6 separate regions of the Mus musculus genome follow, and regions 1, 2, 3, 4 and 6 are each linked to region 5. A link is a contact called in public Hi-C and targeted proximity ligation data. All regions are on one chromosome and are shown on one strand. The core of a region is the stretch at or near the end of the contact, and the rest is flanking DNA. Distances in the headings are between cores, read along the strand shown.

What was found. A called contact is a pair of places that touch in the nucleus more often than the background predicts.
Region 1: a contact with region 5 is called in a targeted proximity ligation map of the 230-238 cell line, with 12 read pairs. A contact is called at or near these places in 2 of 39 promoter capture datasets (liver and stem cell-derived epiblast-like cells), 4 of 484 Hi-C or Micro-C datasets (B cells, Sertoli cells, embryonic stem cells and 1 more), 19 of 130 datasets of targeted methods (the 230-238 cell line, the NIH/3T3 cell line, bone marrow-derived macrophages and 14 more) and 2 of 9 other capture datasets (liver and pancreatic islet).
Region 2: a contact with region 5 is called in a Hi-C map of the N1E-115 cell line, with 5 times the contacts expected there. A contact is called at or near these places in 1 of 39 promoter capture datasets (pre-B cells), 2 of 484 Hi-C or Micro-C datasets (the HL-1 cell line and the N1E-115 cell line) and 1 of 130 datasets of targeted methods (embryonic stem cells).
Region 3: a targeted proximity ligation map of bone marrow-derived macrophages shows a contact between it and region 5, with 2.7 times the contacts expected there. A contact is called at or near these places in 2 of 39 promoter capture datasets (neutrophils and pre-B cells), 2 of 484 Hi-C or Micro-C datasets (bone marrow-derived macrophages and embryonic stem cells), 8 of 130 datasets of targeted methods (the NIH/3T3 cell line, the SCID.adh cell line, bone marrow-derived macrophages and 5 more) and 2 of 9 other capture datasets (adipose tissue and liver).
Region 4: a contact with region 5 is called in a targeted proximity ligation map of bone marrow-derived macrophages, with 5 times the contacts expected there. A contact is called at or near these places in 1 of 484 Hi-C or Micro-C datasets (bone marrow-derived macrophages), 13 of 130 datasets of targeted methods (the NIH/3T3 cell line, bone marrow-derived macrophages, effector CD8 T cells and 9 more) and 2 of 9 other capture datasets (adipose tissue and liver).
Region 6: a contact with region 5 is called in a targeted proximity ligation map of bone marrow-derived macrophages, with 3 times the contacts expected there. A contact is called at or near these places in 1 of 39 promoter capture datasets (liver), 3 of 484 Hi-C or Micro-C datasets (adipose-derived mesenchymal stem cells, granulocyte-monocyte progenitors and muscle stem cells), 8 of 130 datasets of targeted methods (the 230-238 cell line, the NIH/3T3 cell line, bone marrow-derived macrophages and 5 more) and 2 of 9 other capture datasets (adipose tissue and liver).

The regions. Positions count from the first base shown.
Region 1 is chr15:59,623,227-59,627,404 of GRCm38.p6, reverse strand. It overlaps Gm36677 (a long non-coding RNA gene), which reads right to left. Exons shown (of 3, transcript XR_875371.3): 3 at 3,430-4,178. Among named protein-coding and RNA genes, the nearest start is that of Gm36677, 7.1 kb to the right of the region's middle.
Region 2 is chr15:59,201,989-59,205,729 of GRCm38.p6, reverse strand. No RefSeq gene overlaps it. Among named protein-coding and RNA genes, the nearest start is that of Gm36617, 42 kb to the left of the region's middle.
Region 3 is chr15:59,518,059-59,521,835 of GRCm38.p6, reverse strand. All of the region lies in intron 4 of Nsmce2 (NSE2/MMS21 homolog, SMC5-SMC6 complex SUMO ligase), which reads right to left. Among named protein-coding and RNA genes, the nearest start is that of Gm36677, 98 kb to the left of the region's middle.
Region 4 is chr15:59,585,627-59,589,772 of GRCm38.p6, reverse strand. All of the region lies in intron 4 of Nsmce2 (NSE2/MMS21 homolog, SMC5-SMC6 complex SUMO ligase), which reads right to left. Among named protein-coding and RNA genes, the nearest start is that of Gm36677, 30 kb to the left of the region's middle.
Region 5 is chr15:59,372,244-59,376,072 of GRCm38.p6, reverse strand. It overlaps Washc5 (WASH complex subunit 5), which reads left to right and starts at 1,886. Exons shown (of 29, transcript NM_153548.3): 1 at 1,886-2,032. It overlaps Nsmce2 (NSE2/MMS21 homolog, SMC5-SMC6 complex SUMO ligase), which reads right to left and starts at 1,875. Exons shown (of 7, transcript NM_026746.3): 1 at 1,718-1,875.
Region 6 is chr15:59,565,541-59,569,698 of GRCm38.p6, reverse strand. All of the region lies in intron 4 of Nsmce2 (NSE2/MMS21 homolog, SMC5-SMC6 complex SUMO ligase), which reads right to left. Among named protein-coding and RNA genes, the nearest start is that of Gm36677, 51 kb to the left of the region's middle.

The DNA of each region.
Region 1 (4,178 bases), core at 1,380-3,879, 250 kb before region 5:
TGGAGGTCTCAGAGCTCCGTGGAGAAGAGAAGCTGCAGAGTATTGCGAGCCAGGCTTGGGGGGTATCACTTCTGGCATCCCAGCTGTCCGAGACAGGTCAAAGAACCATTTAGACTCAAGATCTGGGCAAACTGTCTCTTTAATGAGCGGTGCTACGAAGAACTACAGCCACTGCTATATTCTCCTTATGCCAACCCCAGTGGCCACAAACAAGGAGGACATAGTCCCTGTCCTCTGGGTCCAGCTCTTTGCTAGGTACTCTTTATGATTTGAATGTACATGTCTACCCTAAAGTAACAGGGACCTTGGACTCAGTTCGGAAGCATTAGGAGCGGGGATTAAGTTGTCAGGAGTCGGCTCTCTAGCCTGGAACGAGTACAGAAGGGCTGGAGAGAATCAGCTTAGGCCCATCTGCCACTGCACTGTTTACTGGGCCAGAAAGCAGTGCCCAAAGGATGTAGCCACAAGGTACCATCTTGGAAGCAGAAAAGTCTCCCGTGAGACACCACACCCGCTAGCACCTTGACCTTCGACCTCTCAGCTTCCAGAAGGCCAAAAGAACAAATTTCTGTTCTTTATGAATTACCCTGTGTGGTGTATTCTGATCTAACAGGGCAAATAGACTGACACAGGCCTTTCCCTTCATAACATAAAATATTAAAAATTATTTTACGAGCCAGGCATGGTGACACACACCATTAATCCCAGGCAGCAAAGGCAGGTGGAGCTCTGAATTTGAGGCCAGCTGGGTCTACAAAAGTGAGGATAGCCAGGGCAACACAGAAACCCCATCTCCAAAAGCCAAATGAAATAGAATAAATTATTTTATGACACTGTTGTAACAAGGCGTGTAACCCAGCCTGGCTTCGTCACTGCACGGCCATCGTGTCTGCTGCATTTATTTTCTTCTGCCTTTTCAAGGAAATAAGAAAACGAATCCCCTCATGGGAGACACCATGCTTCCTCCCCTACTGGAGAGGTCAGGGCAGCTCTTTGTGGCTGAGCAGACATGGAGATCTTGAGCAACTGCTTAGCCACTTTTCCAGGAGCTTTTTTGAGAGGCCAGAGCAGCCAATCATGGAATGGGTTGCTTGTTTCCTCACTTAACTGCACTTTGATTATCTTGCAAAGATATCCAGGGCTCTACCTGGAGTAAGTGGTGAGCCAGTGTCTGCTCCCAGGGACCTTGTGGCAATTAGTGGTCCACATAGTTTTGTTTGTTTGTTTGTTTGTTTGTTTGTTTTTTAGTTTTTCGAGACAGGGTTTCTCTGTATAGCCCTGGCTGTCCTGGAACTCACTTTGTAGACCAGGCTGGCCTTGAACTCAGAAATCCACCTGCCTCTGCCTCCCAAGTGCTGGGATTAAAGGCGTGCACCACCACCGCCTGGCTGTTCCCCATAGTGTTAACAGCACCTGAACCCCTCCTGCATCAGCTGCCTGCTAGAGTCTGAGAGTGGCTTTTCCCACTTCCCAGCCTTTCTGAAGGAGATGGGCTGGGTGTTTTCTTTCTCTACAGTATGAAGTTTACCCAGAAGCAGCAACGGAAGCTTCAAGATGTCCAGGGCTTCTGAGAGAGCATGCCAAGCTAGTTTCCTGGCTCCATGCAAATCCTAACACTGAGGACTGGGTTCTGAGTAATGCAGGGCTCAGCTCCTTATCAGGCTTCCTATCTGACATTTGTGAGAGGCCAGCACAGTGGACACATCAAAGAGATGTACCTCTCCGACAGATATTCAGAATCAAATCACAGGGGTAGGTGGTACGTTGTATCCTGTCCCCTTTCACTGTCTGTTTAGAAGGCATAGTAATTAGCCTTACAGCCTTAAAGTCATGAAGCCCCACCTCTTCTGCACCTTCTGGGAGAGTGCCCGGCCAGGTGGGGAAGGGCTTCCAGTCTTTCTCTGCCAACTGGTTTCTCTGTGACCTGGTTTCCAGCGATTTGGCACACGCTGAGGATCCCTGAGCTCAGAGGGTTGGTTAGTGAGAATCGTTGCGGAAGATGGGAAGCTCCTGGCCATCCTTTAAAGAGGTGCTCTGGCCTCAGACGTGCACAGGAAGGAGGACTCTGATGTTTGTGTTTGGTTTGCCTCAGGTTATGCTGACCCAATAGCAGGCCCCCAGAAGCTGGAATTGACTATAGTGCAGTCTACCCAAGCAAAGGTTGGGCGGAGAGAGTTCAGCTTTGGGAAGTCTCAAAACTTATAGGAATTGTGCAGGAACCCTTCGGGACCCGTGACCTGGGTCTTCACTGCCAATGTCTCCCTGTTCCCAGGAAGGAGCAGCCCCTTTCCCCACTCTCAGACCACACAGGCCATGCTGCAGTCAGCAAAGATCTCCCAGGCCCTGCCCCCCGTGCTAAGAAAACAACCCACAGTGTGTCACCACATGAGGATTAGTGGAATCATTATGAGCTCTGACTTCCCCTGAACAAGCCAGACAGACTGATGACTGAGGCATCCAGAGGGGTGAGTGGAGTTGTCACCAGGTCAGGGAAAGAAAGGTGGCACCAGACCCCTCCCAGAAAGGCCTATCCCCGTGGGAACCCACAGGAAACCCAACCAGGCTCCCATGAAGGTGGCACACCCCCTAACACAACCAGTTAGGCGAATGTGAGGTCAGCAGCTGGCCCAGCCTTGCACATCACTCCACCTGGAGTGCACACACTTACAGCTGGGGAGCTCTGCTCTCCGGGGACCAAGAGTCCCACTGGGGCCAAAGTGAGTCTTTTAGCATTCTCTACGCGCTGTTCCGTGGAGTCCTGGGAAGAACAGGAAAGGGTATTTGTACAGGAGTGCACAGGGGAGGCGTGGGTACCACATGTGCAGCAGGTTCAGGAACTGTGTCTTTGAGTCAGCTTCAACCAATACCTCCCATCTCCCTGCCCCCCCCCCCCACCAGGAGCCAATGCACATCTTAGGGTGTTTAGAAATGAGTCTGGGAATAGAGACAACTGATCAAGAAGACAGCCTATAGAATGGGGAAAAAATATCTGTACCAGCTATACATCTGACAGAGAATTAATATCTACAGCGTGCAAAGAACTAAAACAAACAAAAAAGCAAACGAACAAGTTCAAAATGGGCAGATGAAGTGGACTGACAGACCTCAAAACCGGAAGCGTAAATAGCCAATAAGCACATGGGAAAGTCAACTTCAAAAGCGTTCAGAGAAACGCATATGGAATCTACATGGGGACTACCTTACCTGGCCTGGCTCCGAAAGACAGTCATAAAGAAAACAAACAACAAACGATGCTGGTGGTGATGTGGGCAAAAGAGAGCCCTTAGTCATTGCTAGCGGGACTGGAAACTAAGCTGACTGTGGAAGTCAGCATGTCATTTCTCAATACACAAAAATAGATATTCCATATGATCAGCCATCTCACTTCTTGGTATTTACCCAGGAGGTTCGCTATCAGCCAATCGCGGAGACACTTGCAAATCAATGTTTATTGCAGTACTGTATGAACAGCGGGATGGGTAAGGAAAATGAGGTTTATGTGCACAGTAGACGTTTTCAGGCATAAGCAGGAGCTGTGGAGATGGCTCAGGAGGCAAAGGTGCTTGTCCCCAAAGCCTGCCAAACTGTCCTCGGAACTTACGGAACTCACAGAAAAAAAAAAGTTATATGTACTGGTGACAACAGCAAGGCCAGCTGTCCCCTGCTGAGACGGAAGGTGGGGCATGCCAGCTAGGTCAGGGCACGAAGTATGGTGGGAACAAGGAAGCCCCTGCTAGGTGAGCACTGTGCCAACCGAGGTCTAGCTCTGGTGTGAGTAATCACCCACCTCCCTCCTCTTCTCTTACCTCTCTTTCTCCCTTCCCTTTCTCTTCCATTGTCAGGACCTCCTTTGCACCAGGCAAGGCCCCTGTGTAGAACGTGGCAAGGCTATCGCAACCCGATTGTCCAATAGGAGAAGCTGAGGATTATAAAGGCTGTGACGAGCCACCACCGTTGTCACCCAGCATTTATGTGAGTTCTGAGAATCTGAACTCCAGTTCTTATCTTTGGGTTTGTGTAGTAAGCTCTTTAACCAGTGAGGCTGAGATGGCCTTCTCTCAGCCCTTGGCTTTCTCTCAGACCCTTTTTTGAGGCAGGGTTTCTCTCTCTATGTAGCCCAGGCTGGTCTCAAACTCACAATCCCTCTGTCTCAGCCTCTTGAGTGTTGGAACTTTTGA
Region 2 (3,741 bases), core at 5-2,504, 170 kb after region 5:
TTATCACCTTCCATTTTCAGGAATGAGAAACTCTGAGGCTGGCACGATAAGTGCCTCTGGGTCAAGGTTACCCAAAGCATAATCAACAGTCCCAGGCTTGATCCCAAGCTGGCTACAGCAACCCACCCTTTTCCTAACCCACATGGAGGTCACAGCCTAGAAGCTTCCAGAACACAAAGACCTTGGCAGTCATCTATAAGACATCAAATTTATGATTGAGGAAAATGGAGAGCCAGAAGAGGAGGGAAAAGCCTGTTTAGTGGCTGCCCTGGACAGATTCCCTTCTCCTGATCCCCAGACAGTACCTTTTTATTCAAACATTGCTGTCATTTACATTTATGTGCCTGGGACAGCCTCAGCCCTGACCATGACAGAGTGTGACATCTGTTCTGTCCCAGACAGTGGCACAACAACAGACGTGCCGGATACAAGTCACAAGTCAGCTAGAACACCACTTGCCAGGGGGCCTGTTGTCTACCTGGTCGGTTCTAGCCAAGGTTCAGAGAGCCTGGCTTCTTGAGTTACCATTCCTATGCACTTCCTGCCACTTGTATACTGACAACTGAAGCTGGCATGACACCCACATCTGCTGGGTGCCAATCACTATGATTAAGTTTGTTGCTCCACATACTCCTACCTAACCACAGCTAGCAGCTCAGGGAGGTTAAGTGACTTGTCAGATGGGACAGTCAGTGAGGGGCAGACCTGAGTTCCTAACCTAAATATTTTTATGATTAGGTTGATCCCCGACTTTTTAAAAAATTTATTATTATACATAAGTACACTGTAGCTGTCTTCAGACACACCAGAAGAGGGCATCAGATCCCATTGCAGATGGTTGAAAGCCACCATGTGGTTGCTGGATTTGAACTCAGGATCTTTGGAAAAGCGGTCAGTGCTCCTAACCGCATAGCCATCTCTCCAGCCCCCAATCCCCGACTTTTTAGGAGCAGGATGGCACAGTGGTTAGGAGGTCGTCTTTGAAGTTACAGGAACTGATTCTCCCACTTATTTGATGAACATGGATCAATTCCAGCTTTCAAAAGCTTAAAGATATCCCTTAACCAAGGACATATTTACACTTGGGATAATGACACCATTACTTACAAGAGCCCAAAGACGAAGCTCCCCGGTGGCAATCTACAGAGGCATGGAGGGACAAAGTGTCCTTTACCTCCATTTGTTATAGTTTGGATAAGTGTTCCTTAACAAGGACAGTGTGCTGAAAGTCAGTCGCCAGCTGGTGGCACTGTTTTCGAAGGTTCTGGGAGGTGCCTGGCTGGGAGAAATGAGTCATTAAGGAGCTGAGTTTGGGGGCTATGTCTCATCCTAGATTAATATCTGTCTCTCCCTCTATCCCTATCCACCCCACCACCACCATGTCCTCCTGTTTGCCATGTGCTGAGTAGCTTCTGTCACGTGTCACCACTGCGTTCTGCCATTTTCCAAATCTAGCGGAGCTGAGGGCTACCGTCTGAAATTCTCTTCCTGGTGTTGTTTATGTGGGATAGTTTATCACACCGGCGCAAAAGCAAATACACCATACAAAGAACAAAAAACAGAGCGAAACGAGGATGGAATTTGAGAACATCACACTGAATGAAACCAGACACACAGGCACGCACGCATGAGAGACATTACTAACCTAACCCCATCTACATAAGGTCTGTCAACCTCTCTGAGACAGAGAGCAGGATGGGGGCTGTGAGGAGTGAGGAGAAGCAGCGTGGGAGTTATGGCATGGGTGTGGCGGTCCAGGTTGTTAGACAAAGGGAACTGTGTAAATGTTATGGCTGTGGTCATCAACAGTGAGAGCCGCTTTAATGCCACAGACATCTGAAAGTGATTCAAGAGGCAAGTTTGATGGTAGCTATATCTTATCAAAATTGTTTTTAGAAGGAAAAAAAATCATGTCTGTTTTGAAGAGCTGTGAAAAATTAAGAGACCGTGTTCATCGGGGCTTAACCCTCAGTGGGCACACCCACGGGCTGAAGCCGTGTTCCTGCCATCAGTAGCTGCTGGATCTGCAGAGACATCCTGGAGTCCTCTGTCTCCCAGGCAGGGGGGCGAGGGGGAAGTGCCTGTCCTCTTCCATCCTTCACTGGATGTTTGTGAGCCACAAATGAAATCCTGTGTGTGAAAATGCTTATAAACTGTTAGAAAGGAAAAGAAAACAGCGAAGCTCCTGATGGAGGTGTGATCACCGCATCTCCTCGCTAGCTGGGCCTTCCCTGTCTTCCCCCCTTTTACACCTTGTATTTACCCCGTCTGCGAGTGTCTGTCCCAGCTTGCTTGCACTCAAGGGGTGATTCCTTCGGGTCTCTCTCCTCTTCATCTGTCTGTGGAGTCGCCAGTGAAAACTTTGCTTCCTTACAGGTTTCTAGAACCCAATGCAGCACCCGCACCCTCCAAGGGGAGCGCCATTCATTTCTGCTGACATCAGCATAGTCTAAGAGACTTGAACATCCCTTCAGATAATTCTAGCCGAAGACCCGAGGAAAGCAGCTCAATTCTGCTTTGTGGAGTGGAGTCCCCTTCCAGGCCTGAACAGCCCAAAGTGTGTAACTGCCCAGTCCCAGACAAACACAGGCTCTTCGAGTTAGTGAGCATTGCCCTCTGGGGAATCAAAGGAAGGGGAAGAAGGGACAATTCTAGGCCTCTGAGGAAGAGGAGGAGGAGGAGGAGGAGGAGGAGGAGGAGAAGGAGAAGGAGGGGACTTTGGGACACAAGCAGCCTCATTGTATCCAACGGTTTTCATTACTCGTTTGAACTCCTATGGAGTTTCTCAGGCTTATTTGAGAATCTAACTCGGCTATCTGAACTGGAAAAAGAAAAAGAAAAAGGAATAAAACCCCTGCCCTGTGGGAGTAGACCTGGCTGCTGGGTGGGCTGTGGAACCTGTTTGTTCACACAACAGACAGGGAGCCCAAGGAGATGGGCTGGCCTGAGGTCTCTGAGGGAGTCTCCAACCTGGAACCCCGGCTCCGGAGGCCCCCAGGTGAAGGAAAGGCTGAGTGCTGGGGAGACTGGAGGAGCAATCACAGGTTCTCCTGGGTAGCAGGGTGGCTACCTCTCGAACCAAGCTTGCCCTTCTGACTCCAGATCAGAAGTACCACCGCCTCTGTGTCATCCATCCTTCCTTCTGACTCACAGTAACTCTGCCGCATGTCCTACAGAAGGGAGTGCTGATCCACCACGGAAAAGAGGAAGAGAATGTGCTGAGATGACATGAGGAGCTTTCTTACTCAAAGGAACACGCTTAGTCAGACTGTCACGGATCCACGAAGGACTTTCTCCTCAGGGGAGGAAAAGAAAATAGCGGCCACCGCCCTTCCCATTCACAGTGCGGTCTGTGCAGGAGCTCAGCGCACCTCCATAGCTGCAGAGCGATTCTGGTAGGGTGGCAGTCGTGGGGCTGGTGGTACCTCACGTCCAATGAATATTTTGAGGTAAGGCAGGAAGAAGTTAGAGCACATTGGTTAGAGCACATTCGGCATCTCCACAAAGTCAGACTCATGGCCTCAGGCGGGGCTCCAACATCTTCCTGCCTGTAGCAGATGTCCTAAGTCCAGGAAGTCAGCAAGCCCGGGCTCAAGTAGAGAGGAGGCAGCTTTTGGTCCAAGAGCAGTTTTTGGTCAGGCATTCCTGACAACTTGCAGCACCGCAACATGGCCACACCTCTTAAAGGTGAATGCTGATAGACCAGAGGGCAGGTCCATTAGGGCTGGCCTCAGTGTGGTT
Region 3 (3,777 bases), core at 151-2,650, 150 kb before region 5:
ACTCGGGAGAAGCAGAGAGTAGTATCTCTTTCCTGGAGTTCACAGCCCACAGGCAACAGTGTTTTAACCTTTAACTGTAATATGGTGATAATCGTGGCCAAGAATCAGGCACAGGACAGCCGGGGCATGACGGGGGAGCAGGTGATAATACGAGGGAAAGCAAGAGAAATTTCACAGAAGTTCCATCCAGTAAAGGTTGTATCAAAGGATGTTCAAATTTCCAAACGATGTTACTCTAGGGAGAGAAAGAGCGTGTGGGAGGGAAATGCATGTGGGTCCTTGACACCAGTTATGATGCTCAAAGCATCCAGAATATAGACAGTGATGGGGAAGACAGCAGAAAAGATGAGCCAGGCACCGAGGCTACCTACGGGAATTAATACTGCTTTCATTTTGGACAAATCGTCCTAAAAATCTTCAACAGCAAGAACAGGGACAAGTAAGCTCTTAACAGAGTTCTGCCAATGGTTATGGATGGAGACCTAAGATAGAGTCATCCTAAACAGAAACCAATAGTCTTAATCTCAGAACTGGAAAGGCTCTGTTTTTATGTAAGAAAAACTTTCCTCAACTGAAAATTGGCAGGCAATTGGAAGTTAAATGAGGAAAAAAAAATCATAAAAAACTTGGAAAGTTTTTAAAAGCTAGTTGTGTGTGTGTGTATCACGGAACTGAGCTGACAAGGATTAAAATGAAATACAAGGAACATTTACTGAACTTAAAGTTTTATTTTTACTCTTTTGAAGTGTAGGCATGAGGCCGGGGATGTTGGATTCCCTTGGAGCTGGAGTCACTGGCAGCTGTGGCCTGTCCAACCTGTGTGCTGGGAACCCAACTCAGGTCCTCTGGAAGACAGCAAGTGCCCTTAAACTGGGGAGCAACCTTTCTAACCCCAGTTGCTGAATTAGAAAAAAAAGTCACACTAACTCATTCTGGAACATCCGAACATCCTCCTCTTTCCATTTCATATTTCATGAGTTTTGATTTGAAATCTTGAATGCACGACATTTTCTTTGGGTGTGCCCCTCTTCACCTCTGCAAGTGGAGCGACAGAGGACAGGAAAGGCAGAAAGTCTGAGGGCCCCCGTCTCAAGAGGAAGTCCTCCAAGGATGACATCACTATCTGCATGACTCACCTGCATGCAGAAAGAGGAAGGAGCACAGCCTGTGTCCCTAGGAGCACGGCAAGAGCAGCAAGGTGAGCGAATCTCAGCAAAGCTAGGCAGTGCCCAGCTCCAGGTGCCAGGGGGAGACACAGACTGTTAACAAAGTAATTCATGTGATCATGGGACACCCATGGTACAGTAACACAGTATCACAAGAATTGAGTGGAGACATAGGAAGGACACAAGCTGGCATCCAGGCATGGGCTACCACAGGATCATTCAACCACACTGTTCATCTCTCAGGATACTCTGCTACACTGAAACTCAGAGGATGAACCAATGAATCATAGCACACTGTAGTACATAAATAGAGGATTAAATTAAAAAGTTATGACTTCAAATAATGGCTACAACCCAAAAGTTGGAAAGGTAGTTTTAAAATACACTTTCTAATTCTTTTGAACTAAAATCAAATTTAGGACGCTGTAGGAAGACAGTTCAAACAAAAGCTAATTTTGTTTAATGAACTAACCAGGAAGGCATTGTGAAAAGTATTGGGCAACCAAATGCTCAGCTAATTACTGTGAGATCAAATAACTGTTGCCATAGTTACTGCACACTGTTTTCCATAATAACTTTTATCACTTCAATAAATCTTTGTGACGCAACAAATATAAAAAGTTTACTGTAACATGACTATAATGTTTTGGAAGGCACACACTGACAGCTGACCTACTGAATCACCTTCCCATATCTGTCCATGAGTAAGGGGTGGGACCAGTACCTTCATGGCTCAGGACTGAAATGCTCACTAGCTTCTTTAATAGGCTGTAACACTTCAAGAGTTGAATTTACCAGGGCCTGCCATTCAACAGAAAAGTCAATGGCCATTTCAGCATGATTACTCTTTGTCTATGAAGCAGGGACTTGTCAAACTCCACGCAGGGTAGCTGTGATATATCAAGATCTAACCCTTCCCAGGCTGCTGGAAGCTGAAGTTCCTGCCCAGTGTCACTCATTCCTTCTTGGGAGGAATTTCAGCCAAGAGTTTACTCGAAAGCCGATTTTCTGTCTACTCCTCTGCACAGTCTTCTTATATGCATTTACATATATACAAACAAAAACATACACATGCACACACATTTATGGCAACTCCCATGACTGCTTATGGTTGCTGCATGAAGTGCTAAAGTCCCCTCAGAATATCAAAGGCGACTGCGGTAAGTGAGTAGCTGGTCTGTGAGTTGAAATGATGTCACATCTTCACTGGAAGATGAGCACTCTCCCCTTGAATATCTACACTAGGATGGAGATGTGGCTGAATCTCTGTCCCTTCCCCGATGTTGGGAGCCGCCCCCACATTCGCCGTTACAAGATGGCGCCGACAGCTGTGTTCTAAGTGGTAAACAAATAATCTGCGCATGTGCCAAGGGTATCTTATGACTACTTGTGCTCTGCCTTCCCCGTGACGTCAACTCGGCCGATGGGCTGCAGCCAATCAGGGAGTGACACGTCCGGGGCGAAGGAGAATGCTCCTTAAGAGGGACGGGGTTTCGTTTTCTCTCTCTCTTGCTTTTCTCTCTCTCTTGCTTCTTGCTCTCTTGCTTCTCGCTCTCTCTTGCTTCTTGCACTCTGGCTCCTGAAGATGTAAGCAATAAAGCTTTGCCGCAGAAGATTCTGGTCTGTGGTGTTCTTCCTGGCCGGTCGTGAGAACGCGTCTAATAACACCCCACCATCTGCAGGGCTTTGTCATCTGCTAGCTTGCTCACCCACGACAAGATTACTACTGAGATTTATAAGGAAGTCAAATGGAAAACGTGGTATAGTAAGCTAAGACGGGTGATAAAGCTCTAGTTTGAGTTTGATTAGATAAAGAAAACTACAGATTTAAAAGCAGACTGTTGATGTAAAGGCCATATTGCCTGGAGCAAGTGACTGAGTATCTCTGGGTTTTTCCCAACTTAAAAAAAAAAAAGGGCAAGAATCCCCACCTACTAACTCCCAGGGATGTTATATGGATCAATTACTTCGAGATCTTTGAAGATATAAAGTTCTAGGGATGTAATCATTTATCAAGATGAAACACAAAACATACATATGATTATAGAGCTATTAAAGAGCAGGTTCGAAAGCCAATATCAAAAGGGTATCTAACTGTAATAAATGCAAGCACGCATGCTGCAGAACCCTGAGGTGGGGACTTAGGGCCTGACTAGTGAAACCTGATTCATACCTATGCAGTACCGTTCCAAAGGTCTCAGAGATGAACAGTGAGGGTTCCTGTTAATGACTGAATCAACCTTTGATTACTCCTCTGTTGCAATTCTTCACCTTAGAGAGCCCAAGGCTGGCACCAGCCACAGGTACCCCCAACGCCTAGGAATTTAGGCTAGAAACTTACCTTTGGCCCTAAGTTATCCTTGACCTTAACCCTTCCATTGCACTTGTTACCTAATTCCTAAGCAGCTTTCAAGTTCAAGTCATTCTTTCAAGTTCCATTCTTCTTCTCTATGTCCAGATGGATAATAAACACTTCCACTTAGAGCTTCCTTCTTTTTCTGATTCTAGTTTAGCTCTCCCCTAAATCTCTTCTTCATCCTTCCCAGATCATGACACAATGCCGACCATGACTTGTTTCTATTCAGGACAATTCAACTGGGCTGGAGATAGC
Region 4 (4,146 bases), core at 198-2,697, 210 kb before region 5:
AGCCCTTGACAGTCAGAAACTCCAGCAGGGTCAGAGGGGTTTGTAAACTTGTGTGTTACACAACTACTTTGGGCCTCCCTTTAGGGCAGGTGGAGTGTCTGTCTGTTTGTCTGAATGTCTGTCTATCTGTCCTACTAAGGCAGGACAAGGGCATGGAATTTTTGTTCACGGCCATTTGGTTGGAGGCCAGAGATTCTTCCCCAACTGCTCTTTTAGAGGGGCCCCCTTTCTTTATTGGACCCCTTTACTTGTATGGTAATTTCAAGTCCCTAAGCCGACACTCACTCCATGAAGGGAGGATAAAGATGCTGGACTCCCAAGCAGAACTCTGGAAAGCATACACAGCAGGGTAGTGTCTGTGATCTTAGCCCTTTCCAAGGGTGTAGAGAAGCATCAGAGATGCTGGACACCATCAACAGATGTGCATCTCTGTCTCAGAACTGGAACTCTTTCTGAGCGTCAACACAATGACTTCAAAGTTTCTGATTTCAGATGGAGTAGGGATGCCCGGCTGTACTTGTCTGTCCACGTGCTCCCAAATCCCAAACCAGTGGTGCTTCTTCTGGTCTAAGGCACTACAGACCAGCAGCGGGTAATCCTTTATTCTAAGCAAGTCAGCTGTCAACTTAAAAATCAACTCATGTCAAAGGCCTGCAAATAATATTATTTGCTTATCCTTAGTAACCGTTTATTTAGTAATTAACAATATTTCATTTGGAATCGATACACAGGCTGGATCTATTATTTAATGTAATAAATTATGCAAAGATTACTGCTTAGACACTAACAGCCAGTGACAAATCAGTTATTTTCAGCCATTCTATTTTCAAAGCAAAATTGCAGAAAGTTCAAAACACCTGTCAGCAATAAAATGGTGTTTAGCATGTAACAGTCTGTACATGTTTGGTACATGTTTGTTTAGTATGATACTGGGGTGGGCCTTCTGCTCACACTGCTCACACCTACGAAGGTCTGCATGTTTTCTGAGCCCTGGGCTTGGTGTTCACTGTATGAGAGACTCCTTTATCAAGTACTGACTCAGGAAAGTGGGCAGGTAATGTAGAAAGGTACAGGGGCGGCAGGGAGCCCCGCTGCCTCTGGGACCCACGCTGCCTATGGGACCCTCTTTGCAAAGCCTCCTCCTGTGGGCTGGTGACTCCTCTGCCTGATTTCGTGTCTGATAGTCAAAATAAAGTAGCTCCTTGTGAATTTCTTACAGAGTTTATTCTGAACCAATGGCAGATTTCTGACTATAAATATTACAGTGTGGAATTCACCGGAAAATCTGTTAGACGTATTAACAGAGTTCAGCCCACGTGAAAGACTGTGGGTTTGTTGGTCTTTTTCTATTTTTAAATTTCAAAAGGTGGAGGAAGCAAGAAAGCATAACTCAGATGCAATGCCAACCGCTAGGGAGGCCGAGCAGGGAACTAAGAGATGGCAGAGATCACGAACAGGGAGGTAACGAGAGAGAAGGGTGAATGCCAGCCGTGAGTAATAGCCCACAGACCGAGAGAGTCTAAAAGAGGAAAGATTGCAATAGCGACACTTCTCTAAAGAGAGCATTTCCTCACCCTTCACCTGTATTTATAGAAAGTGACATTAATGCTGGGATTCTACAAGGTGCTCACAAAAGGTCGCATCTGGCAATAAATATCACTTCTGGTGGTTTACCTGGTCTCCAGGACAGAACTGCATGGTACGTGTGGTAAAAGGCAGGCGGGAGAGAAAGGCACAGATCTGCCAGAACCACAGACATTTGGAGAGTGGGGTTAGCTGCCAACCAAAGTCTTACTTATCCCAGAACATCAAGAGCCAGACAAAGCATAGCTTGTGCTTAAAACTGTCCAGGGTGCATGTCATTCTACGTTCTCCCGATGCATCCTCTGAGCACTGTGAACAGTGTGCTGCTTCTAGAGTGTTCCATTGCCAGGTGTCTCATTAATACTAATAATAGCTCACTTACTGAAGACTGCTCCAGTGACTTGATATTATTTCATTTAATACTCACATAATACCCACGATGGACTATATTGTTATGTCTAGTATATAGACAAGAATAAGTCTTTAAGTCCCATGATATTTCAAAGGCAACTGTAGAAACTAGACCTTTAATAAAGGAGCAGCTGGATTAAGCCAATGTAATCTTTATTAAAGAATCACAAAATAGTCCTGATTTTGCATATATAAGCAAGCAAATGAGATGTCATGTTTCCCACACTCCTGGGTTCTGCATATATGAATTAAATCAGGCATAGAGATGAAGAATGTTTAGAGAAGCAACTGTGCCTGTCCTGAACATGCACAGAACTTTTCTTCTTGTTACTGATCCCTAAGTAGTGCAGTGCCTCTGAGTATAGCATTTACACCAAATTGGGTATGGTGAGTAAACCCAGAGATGACTTAAAGACTCTAAGAGGGAGTGTGTTCTATGCAAACACTTGCCATTGTGTCTATGGTACTTGAACATTTGTGAAATTTGATATCTCAGGCATCCCAGAGATAACCCCTCACAGATACTGAAGGATGGCTGGATGTCGTTAGAAGCATATGTTAGCTGTTAACGTCTAACCAATGGGCAGGCCTCAGAACCCCAACCCTGCATCTAGATGCCTGGGTTCAGGAAGCAAGCACTGTGTGTGTGGAGGAAGAAAGCCTGCCAAAAACTAAGATTACAGTGGAGGGATGTACAGGGTAGGAGTCAGGTAATCAAATTTGGTTGCTTAATTGATGTCCCCCCACCCTCATCTCTAAGACAGGATCTTATGTCCTGGAGGATGATCTCAAATTTACTATGTAGCTAAGGATGACCCCGAACTTTTTGACTTATTGCCTCTACCTTCTGAGTGAAAGGATTACAGTTATGAATGAAACATGCCTAGTGTATGTGGTACTGGGCTTTCTGCAAGGTAGGCAAGCTAGATCCCTAAACCTTGAATTTTCTCATATATTATTATTATTATTATTATTATTATTAATGTGTGAGTGCATGCCACATGTGTATGTGTGTTCTAAGAGGCGAGAAGAGGACATTAGTTGGAACTGGAGTTATAGGTAGTTGTAAGTCTGCCAAGCTCAGGTCGTCTGGAAAACCAAGAAAAGCTTTGAACCAATGAGCCACCTTCCCAGCGCTTGGGGGTGGGGGATGCATACACATCTCCCTCCTTCCTTGATGCCACAGAATGAGCACCAGAGGAAGCAGGAATGATGCAAGTGTTTGAAGGAGGATTTTCAAAGTTAAATACTTGTGACACACACAATTGAGGACATGACAGGGTGGGCACTGCATAGACCAAGATGTCAGTTTCCACTGTCAAAGCTGAGGCCTTTGGTCTGTCTCACACTTTCCTACCATCTAATTGCTCAAAGCTGAACCCACGTGATTCACTCTGAATACTCTGCCTGGATCTCTAGTGAACCCCAGTTCAAGCCCTGACCACCTTCTGCCTGGACAGCCACAGTTCCTCCTGGCAGGAGGGGAGGGCCGTGCCCCACAGCACCCTTCAACCTCACCGACACCAGTCACCCATCACCTGGTCTCTGTGAGCAAGGCAAATTCCTTCTTGTCTCTGGGTCCCTCCAATAATCTGCTGGGGGGATGTTCTTGCCTTGGCTTGTTCCACTCTTTCTTGTCATTTAAAATGTCATTTTAAATGTCATCTTGCAGAGGCCTTTTCTGATGTACCAAGCTGAAGAAGTCATTGATGCCTAGCACTGTAATGGTGCTCTGAGGGACACACCCCCACACGCACGGCATTCGAGAGTGTCTTTCTTCCTCCTTCCCAGAACCCTCACCTTCTCCAGGAAGACAAAGCTTTTGTGGTCTTATTATGGTTCCTAAAGTCTAAAACAGTCCTTGGCAGATAGGAGTTGTTCAATAAACATCAGACTGGTAATGCGCTTCACCCAATAAGGCAGGAGATTATTTTCCCACAAGATTATACTTGCATATTTAACAGATGTGAACACACACACACACACCCTTACACCCTCTCACTCAATAATTGTACACGTTGTCAAATAAGAGAGACCTTCATGGTAGGTCTGGGTGCAGCCCTGGACCCTGGACTGCATGTCAAAGGCAGGAAGTAAATATAAGTTTTACAATTACAGTAGGCTGTGTGGTAATTACAAAGGAGAATCCAG
Region 5 (3,829 bases), core at 637-3,136:
AGTGTAAGCCAAATAAACCTCCCCAACTTGTTTCTTGGTCATGATGTTTGTGCAGGAATAGAAACCACGACTAAGACATCAGGGAACAATATTTCCGTTTGCACTCCTTTGGGCTCTTAGCTCTTTCCATCTCTTCCAAGAGCTGTCTAGAGCCCCAATCCACAACTGCTAGTCCTCCCCATACCTTCCCCAACACATACTCTTCACTTCCCCGCCTCCTCCAGTCTCATCTGTCTGCTAAGGTCTAAATGTTTGGGTCCCCATCCCCACTTTACATACTGAAATCCTAATGTCCAAACTGGTGGTTTTAGAAGATAAGGCCTTTGGCGAGGTGACTAGCTACACCCTCCAGAACATTATTAGTCCCTTATAACGGGTGCTCCAAGGGCTCTCTTGCTTTTCTACCACCCAAGAAAACAGCAAGTGCATGCCATTTACAAGCCAGAAAGCATGCCTTCACCAGACACTGAATCTGATGGTAAGTTGGCCTCGGGAATTCTCAGCCTCTACGACATCAGTTTCTGATGCTTTTGAAACTACATAGATATAGTATTTCATTTATTGACATCTGAACATTCTAACACTATTCCTTGGGGATTGGTTTAACCTAGGGTTTGGAGGTTTAACACCTCCCCCAGGGAACTTCTAACATCACGTGGGGGCATTTTTGACTGTGGCACTGGAGGGGGGTTGGGGGGTGTCACAGACCAGCATCTATGGAATTGATAGAATTCTAGCAAGTACAGTACAGTCTCTCACCACAAGGAATCATCTGAAGACAAAGCGTAATCATCACATTAGTTAAGAAACACTGATTTACACCAACCCCTTCTTGGATCCTCTTTCCAATAACACCGATCTTTTTGTTACCAGTACCTATAGCCTCCAAGACAATCTACAACAAAGTTAAGCACTTCCTGAAGTCTCACCAAGTTATTGGGCTCAGCACACTATTTTGCTTCCCTTATATTCATGAAAGAGTTGCTGTCAAGTTAAGCCAGTTTTAAATAGGAAAACACGTTTCTGCACAGCATTACAGTAGGCATAGAGCAAACCAAAAGTTCGACCGCCTTTAAATCCAAGGTGATCTCATACGACAAGAGTTGAAGTGTCTCCGTTTTCAGCATGCATACACCCTTCTCTCTGAAACCTTCCCTCGCCCACGGCTCCTCCTCTTCCACACGCCTTCTCAGTTCCTAACACACATCTCTACTATATAACTTAATACGGCTAATTGCCGACTTCTACCATTCCTTCATGCTGGGATCTCCTTAAACTGGAACATGCATTAGAAGATATAAAACGTCGCCTCACAAAAATGAAATGAGCAGGACTAAATCCGTTAAGTTACCAAAGTAATAATAAAAACTACTACCATTTCCGGGTCACCACCAACATGCCCGTGCCCAAGAAGGTTGCCTCCCGCCCCGCTTCCCCCCTCTTTTTTCACACCGAGGCTACCACATCCCTTCACCTGCAGAAGTGAAATGGCACCTGTGGCCTTGAGTCCATCTGAGCTACCTGTTCATGCCTCAGTTTCAAAAGTCAGTTCTAAACAGTTTGTTTTGTTTTGATCACATAACCTGTGATCATATGTGAGCATAACCCGCCTCCGTCTAGTTGCTGCGGGTGAAGAGGCTCAGGCCCAGGTCCCCAGAGCACAGAGGGAGGCGACAACGCCGGCTAGACCCCTATCACGGTTCCTCCTGGATCTTACCTGGCTGTCCCACCTAGCTCGGTGATATCTAGCCGAACGTCGCACGCCCAGACCCCGACTCCTTTCCTCAGCCCACTTCTGTGGCTGAAACGACCCGCGCGCGCTCTGCGTCATCACTTGGCGCCCGCGAGCGATCACATGATGCCCGGGCCCGGGCCGCCGCCCCTTGGTCACGTGACGGGCTAGGGACTCCAGGACAGAAACCCGGGTCCCGGCAGCTGACGCTCTGCGGCCCGGGACTCTAGGGGGATCCCTGGGGTGGGAGACGGGGACCGGGGCGCCCAGTCCACGCGGCCAGCGTCGGACGGCTGACAGGTGAGTCGGAGGCGGGCCTGCGGGTTCGAGGTCCATTCCTTCCCCCGTGGGCCACGTCCGGTACTGTCCCCGGAGCCAACGGGAAAACCTAGGGCTTGCAGGGTTGGGGTTGCACGCCTGATGTTCACCCACGCCTTCATGGAAATCGCTCTTGCATGCTTCTTTGAAGCTTTTGGGGTGATGCTCAGCTACTTGGCCCATAGCTGAGCTTGCAAGTTTCTCGGAGCGGTGCCTTGCTAATGTGGCTGATCTTGCACTTACTCTCCAGAAAATCAAGTAGTCACTGGAGTGATGATGGGCGAGAGCGCGCGGGGGGGTGGGGGGGGGGGTGGGGGGGGGAATAAAAGTCCTGTCGCTCACTGTGAGTTTGTGCAAGTCGTTCCTCTATACCCTAGTCTCCCTCACCTGAGACATGGTGCTGTAGTCCTTGTATTGGGGGCAGGTAGTTCTACTGGGTCCTGATTCTTCTATGATAGGAAATTTAAAAGTTGGACTCATAAAAAAAGAAAAGAAAAGTTGGACTCTTGATTTCTATATAGATGAGGGATAGTGAAGGAGTTTTATTATCTCTAACCACAGCCAGGGACTCTTTCCTTAGGTCTGCTGTTCTCACTTGTGGGTTTCATGACCCCTTTAGCAAACCTGTTTCCATAAACGTTTACATTATGATTCTTAACAGTAGCAAAATTATAGTTACTAAGTATCAATGAAAATGATTTTATGGTTGGGGTCACCACAACATGTATTAAAAGGTCAGGAAGGAAAGTTGTCTTAGATGTTAAGAATTAATGAATCAGGACTTGAGAGATGGGCCCAGTGGCTAAGACTGTTTGTTTTTCCTGAGGCCCCGGGTTCAATTCTAAGTACCCATGTGGTGACTCTCAACTATCTATAACTCCAGATCCAGGGGATCCAACACCCTCAGACATCCATGCAGGCAAAACACCAATGGACACAAAATAAATATAATTTTAAAAATTCATGAGTCACATTGGGGTGATCCAGCTTATTCCAGAACTTTTCTGGGACAGCCTCTGTTATGGATTTGAGACTGCTTTCTTTAGGGATCTGAGGTTTTGTGAAAAGAAGAAAAAATCCATCTGCTTTTGTCCTCTACACTTTAATTTTCTAAAGATATTTTGTTCTGTACTTACTGGGTAACAGATGCCATTCTTGAAAACACGTTCCTTTGACAAGGGGTTCTTCCTATTTAAAAAAAAAAAAAAAAAAAAAAAGTTACATGCCAAGATCCTAAAACTAAAGCTGCCATACTTTGTAACCTATAAAGTAATATTAAGAAGGGAATTAAGATCTGTGGTTCTGTTCCGTGCCATTAACAATTCAGTTCAACCCAGAGTTAGAGTACTGGTGTTTGCAAGTGCTCTTTGTATGTGTTGGCTAACTTATGTCTCCTGCTCTCAGTAGTGTATAGACATCATGATAACTGGAGCTCAGGGTTCTGCACTACTGTATCTTCAGATCCTAAAACAGTGCTTGGTCTGCAGCTAAGGCCACACTATTAAATTATTTATCAGTTGAGTGTTAGAAGGCTAATATGAAAGTAGAGGTTGTCATTTTTCAAAACGTTTTATTATTTGTGAATCATCACAAATCACATCATGCATCCCAGTCCCACTTATCTCCTCATCCTCTCACCTTTTGCTCTTACAGCCCCTCCTCCAAAACACACACACAGCATAGAGAAACATCTCATTGTGGAAGCTGTAGTGTGTCTCACAGTATATCCCTCTCTCCACACATTTTCACTTGCAAATGTTCATCACAGTGAGTCATTGG
Region 6 (4,158 bases), core at 744-3,243, 190 kb before region 5:
AATATTCACTCGTCCACACACTGGGCAGCACAATGCCACACACGGCAAAGGGACGTGAGGCCAATCCTTGTGGCCAGCTTTGGCCATGTCACCTCTGCACCATCAAGACCTCAGGCTCCCTGGTTCTCAGACGCTGGCCCTGGTCTGTTCACAGCTTCTGGCTCTGTCCCTGTCAAGTCTTCCTTACTGCTCTCCAGTCTAGCCGAGGCAGTAGGGGCATGGAAGCCATGGTTCAGAGTCAGGCCTGGGAAAATCCTACCTGTTCCCTGCCCATCTCTGCACTCCGTGCCCCTTTTCTTCATGTGTAAGTGGGATGCTTAATTGGCAGGTCTACTGAAAAGATTTAAACTAATTTATAACTTAATGAATGACTGACCAATGTAGTCAGCACAGCTAAGTCCTTCTTCTCCCCCTCTTCCTTGGATTCTAGGATACGAGATGTGTTTACTGTGCTTCCTGCCTAAAAGCCTCCTTTCTCATCTTTAAAAAAAATTAATGATCCATTCTTACAGGACCCTGGGCCCTGCCAGACTTAATTCCCCTGCTCTCCCTCCAGTGCAAGGCTGGCATGATAGCACACAGCTTCCCGGAGTTTTCGATCTTTCCATTCCTAGCTGTATCCTCTCACATCCGTGATCTACCATCTTATTCCAGTGCCCGATGCACACAGGCCTGTGGCAGATTTTGTGAGACCCTAGGTCACAGGATGCTGTGCTATCATCTATTGAGAGGACACATCAACATATTAATCTGCTTTTACCTTTCATCTTTTGTTGGGCATTGCAACGTTAAACACTCCAACTCACCAGTAAAGCTTATTATGTGACATCTTTCTTCTTGAGGAGCCTTCCTTTTTTCTAACTCGATGGGTCATGTCACCAGGTCAATCACTGCCAAGTAAGTAACTTCCGGTCAATTTGTTCTTCCTTAAGCATCGGTGAGGCAATGGCAAAAACTTGCATTATTTTCTTGCTCTTTCTAATCAGAAATGTATGACCCCACCCACAGCTACCATTTTATCCCCTTTTGTTTGCAGGCCTAGATAGAAGCTTTCGGTGATCTCCTATGGCTCTCCCTAACATTCCCCCTCAATACCCTGAGAGAGGCCTCAAGGAAGGAACCAACAAGTATGAACTCTGTCTCCCGAACGCCCTGTGCTTTTAAGAAAGCCACCCAAGTCTGAGTGGGCATTCACTGGCACAGGAACACTGGCTTGGAGGAAAACACCTGTCTGAAAAGCTGTTCTAAGGAAAAAGACATTTTATGCAATATGCTAGACATGGCATGAAATGGCTGTTCAGGAATGGTGGCAGTGACTTTAACCCCCCTGAACCACTTTCGACCACCTAGTCATGTCAGTAAGACCCATGAGAATGCTGTCGTTGGCAACTGTTTGGTGACTTCTGGCCTCTTCAGATTCCTACTCTGACTCCTCCCCACCCATCCACCCCCCACCCCCGTGCTCTAAATCAGTTATACACACTGCTTTATAACAGGTTAATGCATTTTTTTTCTTCTTTTGTACACCACTCTTCTCAAACATATGCCCATGGTCACTGTGCTTTGGACTGGCTTCTCAGACCTCATTTCCAGATGTCCTTGAAATGACAACTCTTAATGAAAGCCTTCCTGATTGAATAGAGGAAACTCCCTTGAGGAAACCAATTCTGTTCTGCTGTGTCCTGCCATCTGCTCCTGAATTCCCATGTGATCTGAGTGAGGTACTTCCCTTCTCTATATTAACTGGGCAGGCAGGATACATTCAAGCTTTTCCTAGCCGAGAGACTAGATTGTTGGTGCTAAAATATGTGGCTTCCATGCCTTTTCTTGCCCTGAGAGAAACTCATGAGCCTTTGGCTTTCCTTGATGTCCTCAAGGGCTGAGCCCATTATCTCAGTAAGTCCCTAGCACAGCACAACACACTGCTGCCCAGGACTAATGTGTGCATTTAGACAACAATGATCAAAGCACCTCCAGCGAGGCACCGACAGCTGCCACTAGATGACTCAGACCTCTCTGAAAAATGGCTTAATTTAGCAGCCTTTCAGTTGTCTGCAGAACAGACTGTGAGTAAAGGACACGGTGAACAGAACAGAACATCTTTTAACTAGCTTGACCCCACAGTGGCCCTTTAAGGTCAGGCAGCTCTCGATAGCACAGAGAGAGAAGCGTTTGCCTCTGCTCTTCAGCCAGTAGAGAACCAGGGGCTGGGATAACCTGGGAAGACCCTGTACTGGCCGAGTGTCTTCTGAACCTAAGGCTGGCCTTGGTCACTGACTAGCCCTGGGAGTGACTCAGGGAATTGCTTTCTCTTCCTGGGCCTGGAAAACGGCTGTGGCAATGCTCCCTAAACCTGGCAAACTAAACTACAAAGACGCCTCGGTCCCCTACTCCTAGGGCTTTGACTCTGATGGCCTGGCATGGGCACAGGATGATGTGTTTCCTGTATGGTTCCCTCTCAGGAGCAAGTGCTGCTGGCAGCAGTGTGTAGGATACTGGATTCTCCACCTGGTGCTCCCCTCAGACAATCCTGTCTCTTCCAAGGTCCCAAACCAATTAGATGACATGGTCTTCCGCCCTTCCTCTTCCCTTCTCTCTTTAGAACCAAACTGGACTGTTTCCAAGTACACTGCATGGTAGCTCACCACATTCATGAGAACTCAAAAGAAATTTTGAAATCAAGGACTGGTTCGTAAGACTCAAGGGTTCACTGAAGAGGCAATCTCCTTTTGACAGAAACCCAAGCTCAAGTGCAGCAAGCAGCTCCTTCCTGAACACCCATTACTTACCAACCAGGAACACAGAAGGCACAGGCCAGGCAGAGGCCTGCTCTCCAGCACATGGGGATTCTTCTAAAATGGGCACGGTGGCTGCATGTGGCAGAGTGAGGGGGCAAGAGGACTGCTGTGGGTTTGAGGCCAGGGTGGGCTACACAGAAAGTACCCGGTCAGCCAAGATTACATAGCAAGACCCGATCTGAGACAAAAACAGGACCGGTGAGATGTTCAGCAGATAAAGATACCTGCACCAAGCTTGGTGAACTATGTTTGAACCATAGGACTCCAAGTTTGGAGGAGACAACGGAACCCTACATGCTGTCTTCTAAACTCCTGTATGTAACACAGCATGCACAAGCCTCCCACGATAAAGAGTAAATGCAAAACCAGCCAACTAACCAACAGCGAAACACTACCTGTTCATCTGGATTCTCTTATCAAGAGCTTAACTATTCAGTGAAAGTCTAATCAGACTAAGAACCTGTTCTGTAATGCGAGCTATGATGCACTGAAAGCCAGCACTCTGCTATGCATAGTCTGCAAATTATCTAATTTAATGGAGACAACGCTGATGCTAGTGCTTTCTCTCATGTTTTTTTGAAAACTGGAAACCTCAGAGCAGGCCAAAGCTAAGCATATTTAATTCTACAAACCATACAATCCTATTACTGTGACCTTAATAGCGGATAGACTTATGGTAGATATTTCTAGGATATCTGTGAATATGAAGGCTTATATCAAATCTGCCAATTTTCTAAGCATATATAAAGTGGAGACAGAAACATACCCTTTCCAGACATATCAAGTTGCTTTACTTAGGAGAATGTAGACACACTGGACAAGACACTAAACTGCAGACTCTAGATAACTTCCTCCTCTGTGTGACCTTGCAGTTAGTTTTATATCTATTGTTGGGGAAATTAAGCAGATTAAGTCCACACAGCAGCTTTGGTCTTCTCAATAAAGTCTGCAACTCTGATTTGTCCCAGAGCTGCAGCTGACTGGAGCTTAGAAGCAGCCGAGTCTGGATTTCCTGTGTGCCGCTCTAACCTTGGCTCTTCCACCCTATACATGCAATCACACGGCTAGTGATTGGAACTGGAGATGAAACAAGCTTGTCTCAAGTTCTTTGCAAAAAGATTTGGGCTGGAAAACAATGAAATGACTTCTAGTATCACACTCTGATGTTGGAGGTACTGCCCCAAAGTGTGTTGGGCAGTTCCAATTAACAGGAAAATACAGATCAAGATGGTTAGTTGTTAAAAATCTAGAACATAGTTTTAAAATCACAAGCCGGGCATGGTGGCGCACGCCTTTAATCCTAGGCAGAGGCAGGAGGCCAGCCTGGTCTACAAAGTGAGTTCCAGGACAGCCAGGGCTA